Linked DNA regions of Triticum aestivum: region 1 is linked to region 2. The links are chromatin contacts, called in public Hi-C maps. All regions are on one chromosome and are shown on one strand. The core of a region is the stretch at or near the end of the contact, and the rest is flanking DNA. Distances in the headings are between cores, read along the strand shown. Region 1 holds the start of LOC123099122. Region 2 holds the start of LOC123099121 (flavin-containing monooxygenase FMO GS-OX-like 2).

Evidence for each region. Hi-C and Micro-C count contacts between places; a contact is called where the count stands out from the background.
Region 1: a contact with region 2 is called in a Hi-C map of leaf, with 4 times the contacts expected there. The contact joins the promoter of LOC123099122 here to the promoter of LOC123099121 in region 2. A contact is called at or near these places in 5 of 5 Hi-C or Micro-C datasets (leaf, root and an unstated tissue).

Annotation. Positions count from the first base shown.
Region 1 is chr4D:507,908,417-507,911,800 of IWGSC CS RefSeq v2.1, forward strand. It overlaps LOC123099122, which reads left to right and starts at 2,095. Exons shown (of 5, transcript XM_044521267.1): 1 at 2,095-2,502; 2 at 2,651-2,796; 3 at 3,025-3,168; 4 at 3,273-3,384. The coding sequence starts at 2,680.
Region 2 is chr4D:507,739,042-507,742,291 of IWGSC CS RefSeq v2.1, forward strand. LOC123099121 (flavin-containing monooxygenase FMO GS-OX-like 2) reads right to left here and starts at 1,510. Exons shown (of 7, transcript XM_044521266.1): 1 at 906-1,510. The coding sequence starts at 1,449.

The sequences.
Region 1 (3,384 bases), core at 845-3,344, 170 kb after region 2:
CTCAACAGAAACTTCGTGAGATCCGTAAAAACGAACGGTAAATCATAAACTTAGATACTGTTATAAACAAATTCATAATTGCCCTTGCATAGTATCTATTGTATTCTAACTTCTTCATGACTTATATCCTCCCGATATAATCCATAGCATCCTCAAAATAAGCAAACTATGCAATGAAAATAGAATCTGTCTAAAACAGAATAGTCGGAATCTTCAAGGTCATCAGGTGCACGCGCAGCTACTCAGTGATCTTCTAGAGCACATATGGACCCACAATGGAAACCAAAGAGCTAATGTTTGAGTTGTGTACTTAAAATAAACAATAAGAACTACGTATTTTTGATACCAACATTTGTTATTTATGTGCAATATTGACGTGTATGATGGACGTGCATGGCTGTGCATGTATTTGACAGTCTAGATTTGAGGTATGTAATTGCCAGACATGATAAATGAGGGGCGACCCGGGCGCGTCCGCGGACTTATAGGCGCCGGATTTGCCACATCGTAGACGCTCTTACAAAACGGTCAATCTAAAGCGCATGAAAACGACACTCTTGCCATGGGCCTCAGAAAACAACTAGGAATTTTATGCGTACACGATTAAAATTTCACTACCCGCAAAAAAGAATATTATAATTCCACACGTACAGGTATATATTTTGAGTAGTACCAGTATAGTTATTCTCCCGTAACAGCTTTCCTTGTCTCTTTCCTATCACCACCACTATATATTTCCACCTCTCTTCCTCATCATCTCTTTTCCATTTTTTTCGCCTTATTCTCTCACATGTTGATTATTCTTCTGGTTATTTCCGGGCATGCATGAAGTGGATATTCCCTACTCCACAACACGCTACTTCTTCTAGGAACACAGCACAAGACGGTGGTGGATCGCGACTTACAAAGTGGCCAACCTAAAGGTGGCATGAAAAGGACGCGTCAAGCTTTCATATGAAACCTTAGTAAACTTAAGTTTTGTGAAGCTGGTTAATTGGTTACTGTGAAAGTTCATCATAAATGCAAAGTCACACGCACACTTCTTGTAAGACTAGATTTCGTAAGTGCAAGTACAATAAGATTATGTAAGTACTCCCTCCGTCTCAAAATAATTGTCTCAACTTTGTACTAGCTCTAGTACAAAGTTGTACTAAGTTTGAGACACTTATTTTGGGATGGAGGGAGTAGGCTATAATAGTTAAAATATTATTTTTCTGCTGACATGGTGGGGCGAGAAGGGGAGCCCGCTACAAAATAAGAGCTAACTGCAGCACGTGCTCCTAGGCAATATGTGAAAATGACAGATGGGCCATATAGTAATAAAGCAGCACATCTTTATATCCACTAACTACTGTACCCCTCCGTAAAGTAATATAAAAATATTTAGATCACTACTTGGGAGTATTTGCTGGCTATAAGCTTGGCTATAGATGACACGTCCCTTTCTAAGCAGGGAGCATGCATGCATAGTTATCAGTTAGTCGTTGGCTTAAACCGTGTGATTATTCGGCAAGCAAATTGTAGTGAGGCCGACAGGGATCCATCCCATCCGGGCGCCCCCGACCCCTTCCACAGTTTGACACGCAGGCCAACAAGCAACACACACAGAGATCATCTCATCAGCATCGCACACCCACACGAGATACTAGTCGTACCAGTACTACTTTATTCATCCATTATTCAATGCAGCCATACGTCCACAGACAGACTGTCCCCGCCCTGCCCTGGGTCGGCCAGGCCAAGCCCAAGATATTATTATCCCTTGTTGATCCTAGTACCAAGGAATTTCACACCAAACCAAAACCACCGAATTTCTGCAGGGAAAAATTACTGCTCAAAATTTCAGAATCATGGTGGGAGCATAATTGACAGACTCTGTGGCAGCAGCAGTAGCACCAAATGGAAGTGCAGTGGTAGGAGTGGGAGGGAGGAAGGGATCCGAATTCACAGCAAGCAGTAGTTCCAAAGACCCAAGCTTTTGGAGGAGAAAAGCAAACAGTGCATTGCAGGGGTCCAATTGCCAGAGCAGTGCTCACTCTAGCAGTAAAAAAATACTCCTACTCCAAAAGAGAGAGCAGCGGCTGCAGAGAAGCAGAGAGGAGAAAAGCAGGAGAGAGAGAGAGGGAGAGGGAGAGAGGAGTAGCTGACAGTACAGCTGAGACGGGACAGCGGCACCCAGAGCAACCACAGCGAGCTCCCCTCTATCCCGTGGGAGGAGACCCAGATCGGCTCGGCTCCTCGCTCGCTGTCCAGCGGTAAAAAAGGAGCAGGGGGCAGATTCATCGCAGATAGGGGGAGGAAGAAAACAACTCGGCGCAACAGCGACGCCCGAGATGTGGTGAAAGAGAGAGCTGCCTCCCTCTGCCTGCCTGCCTGCCTGCCTGGGGAAAGAAAGAGAGAGGGGAGAGGAAAAACATCACAAGAAAAGCATGCAGAAAGGAGCAGGAGGAGGAGACCAGTAGCCTCCCCCGCATCGGCCTCCAATTGTTTTTCCTCCTCGCGGTAAGTAATCTTGGCTGATGTTTTCTTGTTTCAATCCGGTGCTTGGTTTATTTTGGTTGGTTGGTTGTTTGCGAGTTTCTTTCCGCTGCTCGATTTGTTTGTTTGATCTGAATTAGCTTCTCTGTTGGTTGTTGTTGGGTACAAACAGTCAAAAGGGAGAGGGAGAGGGGGCAGATCATGGCCGCCGTCATGGATTTGGATCTCAACTGCGCGCCGCCGTCGCCGGAGCCCGCGCCCCAGGACCACCGCCTCGCCCACGCAATGCTCCGCCAAGAACACGCCTACCGCCACCAGGTGCCTTCCCTTCCCCTGCTTACCTACTTGCTCCCCGCAAAAATCCCTTCTTTCCTCACTAGCCAGCCCGTGTAAATCACGATTAAAAAATATATACCCACGAATAAAAGCCAATTATTTTCGCAATTTCTTCGACGGAGTGGATAGATATAAAGTTAATTGATTGTTGTACTGTTAAATATCGTATTTCCCTTGCTCATGTGGTTGCATCTGATTTGGTGTTTCTAGGTGGAGGACCTGCATAGGCTGTATTGGGCGCAGAGGAATCTCAGGCCTGATGCGCCCTTCTGGGAGCAATCCCACGATGTCCTCTATCCTGTTCCCACCCATTCCATGGCCATGGCCACTTCCTCCCAATCCCACATCCACATGGTGAGCTACGCTATGCTATTCAGGCCAGGCCAAACAGGAATCACCTAAACTTTCCCCAAATTCCTGCTGCTAAATCGACAAGTCTCTCTGCTTTGCTGCCACAGATTGATCCGGATCTGTCAGGAGGCAAGCAGGCCATTTGGTGTGGCAATGGGGTTGCAGGGAATTTGGGCGCTGAGGGTTCTTCTGTCAGGAGGAAACCTGACCATGGTGGTG
Region 2 (3,250 bases), core at 260-2,759:
GAGATCAGAAACAATGCTACAGCTGCTGCCTCTAGCTCTTTTAGGGATGCAGGTGACAGAAACATTTGGGGACTGATTTGGAAAGCTAGAATTCGTGAGAAAATCAAAATCTTTGGCTTGCCACAAAACAGAATGCTTTCAGGAGAACAACTGTCAAGGAGAACATGTGTGAGATTTGTGGCAATGAAATGGAGGGCGAGTTCCACGCTGTGATTGCTTGCACAAGGAGCAGAGCTTTGAGAGCAGCCATGAGGGCTGTTTGGGAGCTCCTGAAAGAGGTCGCTTTCAGGTTCACTGGAGAGGATTGACTTCAGATGTTGCTGGATCTGCAATCTGAAACTGTCAGAAATAGAACTCTGTTGCTACTCTAAATCTGATGGTCAGTTTCTTTGACGCCGCCTCTTCTCTGAATCTGGTGAATTGGTGCGGTGGCCAGGGATGATCGAGGTCAAGTGCTTGCCTCTGTATGCCAAAGCAATGATCGTTGCTCGACAGTGGAGAAAGCTGAGACAATAGCAGCCCTGCCACTGATTGATTTGAAAGAAATAGCCAAAGTTTACCGGTGATGTGGTGGTCCTCGAACCTGTCCATCTGTTTCCCTCTTGTGGCCGACATCCTGAAGAATTTCTCATCACACCGCATCGCATCAGTGTTGTTGGCAGAAGATGCAATTCCCTCGCCCACGACCACGAGCTCGCTACATCGGCAAGAAGTTCAGGCAACAAATTGTCGATTGCAAAGTCCCGGGTACCCTTAGACAGCTAATGCAAGCTGAACGTAACTATTCCATTGAGCAACTGCTACTCATGGTTGTCAGAAAAGATCGGATCCATCGGAAGTAGCTGCATGCTGCCTACTGCTAGTGCTAGCCATCAGCAGGGGATAGATCGGGCCGAGGGAATTACCGGCGATGGCGGCGACGCGTGGCTCGGTGAAGTGGCCGTTGCAGACGACCACGGCGTCGAACACCTCCTCCTCCGGCTCGCCGCCGGCGCCGTCGGGCCTCCTCGAGCGGTACGAGACCCTCCAGCCCGCCGCGCCCGCGCCGTCGTCCCTGCTTCGGCGGACGCTGACGACCTCCGTCTCGAACCGGACCAGCCCGAGGAGGTCGAACCGCCGCGCGAACGCCTCGAGGTACCGGAGCACCTCCGGGTGCCCGGGGAACCTGCGCGGGTCGGCTGAGGAGCGGCCCGCGACGAAGGGGAAGTCGAGGAAGCCCATGCTCTCGCGGGGGAGGTTGGTGCGGAGGGACGCGTAGAGGCTCGAGTGCGCGCCGCCGGCGCCGAGCGGGTCGGCGGCGTCCTCGGCGGCGTCGTAGCGCCAGGTGCCGCCCACGGCCGCGGCGCGCTCGAAGACGACGGGCGCGTGGCCCTCGCGCCGCAGCTCGCGCGCCGCCGCCAGGCCCGCCGCCCCCGCGCCGATCACGGCGACGCGCGAGCAGGACGGCATCGGGGAAAGTCTCTGGCGTGCTCTGCTAGCGAATCTTCAGCTTCTTTCAGCTGGCGTCGCAGTCGCAGGACGAGGAAAAGTCGCGTTCTCCTGTCTTCACAGCCGCCTTCTTTTTTTTCCCCTTTTTTTTCACTGGTTTGCTATTCCTGCACGTGGCTTTTAATTCTGCACTTTTCCTAAAAAAGTTATTTCGCCTCAGGTTGTTTTTGTGGCGGTCCGATCTGCACGAATCTCGGTAGCTCGAGGGTCCTCGGTCTCGCGTACTGGGTTGTTTGTGTCGGGTTCTTTTTGCTCTATTGCACTTCTCTTTCATTTTGGGTTTGCGGGTCACCGCGGCGGAGGGAAGGGGGCGCCTCGCCGGTGATTAGCGGCAGGGGCTGGCCGGAGATCCATGGCAAGCGACAAGCCCCTTGCAAGCAGCTTGAGGTAGGAGAGATGTTGGTCTGGAGAGGAGCTAGGTGGAACTCTCCGTCTGGCTCGCCATCAACAAGCACCTGTCACCGGCGGAAGGTTTTTTTAGTCTTCTTGCTGCCCTCCTCTATCCATTTTTTTCCTATGTGTTATGTCTCCTTGCACATGATTGGTCTGTCGCTGTCAAGTTTTCAGGTCATAGGTCCACAGCAGGGTGGTTCAGGGTTGTTGTTTATCCGCGATGGATGGCTTGATTAGCATAGGACAGCAAGCAGGGGTCACAGATCATGTGCTCGATTAACTCATCGAAACACCCCTGAATCTGTGCGTTCGGTATGTGACGCCCCCGATTCAATCGTACACTAATCATGCACGCAAACGTGTACGATCAAGATCAGGGACTCACGGGAAGATATCACAACACAACTCTAAAACATAAATAAGTCATACAAGCATCATAATACAAGCTAGGGGCCTCGAGGGCTCGAATACAAGTGCTCGATCATAGACGAGTCAGCGGAAGCAACAATATCTGAGTACAGACATAAGTTAAACAAGTTTGCCTTAAGAAGGCTAGCACAAACTGGGATACAGCAGGGTGGTTCAGGGTTGTTGTTTATCCGTGATGGATGGCTTGATTAGCAAAGGACAACAAGCAGGGGTCACAGATCATGTGCTCGATTAGCTCATCGAAACACCCCTGAATCTGTGCGTTCGGTATCTCATTCTGAACATGGTTTGGGGTGATTTTGGTGTGATTCAGTCTAATGGATGGACCTGGATTGTTTTGTTACTTGATTTGTTTTGATTATTATACTTCTTCAATAGGATGATCTTTAGGGTGTTTCGCACCCACCATGGTTTTCATGAGCTATTTTTTCATGGTTTGATTGTTGTAGCTCATTGCTAATAGTGTGTTGAAATGTATTACCCGCCTCTCTCTATCAGTTCGGACTTTTGGATGAGTTGGTTGGAGCATGAATTCAATATTGTATCCGACCTGAGGTCTTGGGTTCAAGTCTCAGTCCCCGCATTTTCCCCAATCATTTATCCAAGCCCACGTCGGGCGTGAGGGGAGGTGTTAATCATTACATATCCTCGTCAGATGTGAAGGGGGTGTCATATATACTATATCTCCTCTTCCTATCAGATCGGTCTTTTTGGGATAGTTGGTTGATAGGAATATCTTAATATGGTATCCGAGCCAAGAGGTCTTGAGTTCAAGACCCTGCCAATGCAGTATTAAAAAAATGATTCTGCGGCCAACATAAATCCCATGTCTAAGGACTAATAAGTCTAGATGTGATGGGGGACTAATAAGTCTAGATGTGACGGGGGGTGTTGAAATATATTGCCCGCCCCATCAGTTCAGACTTTTGGATGAGTTGGC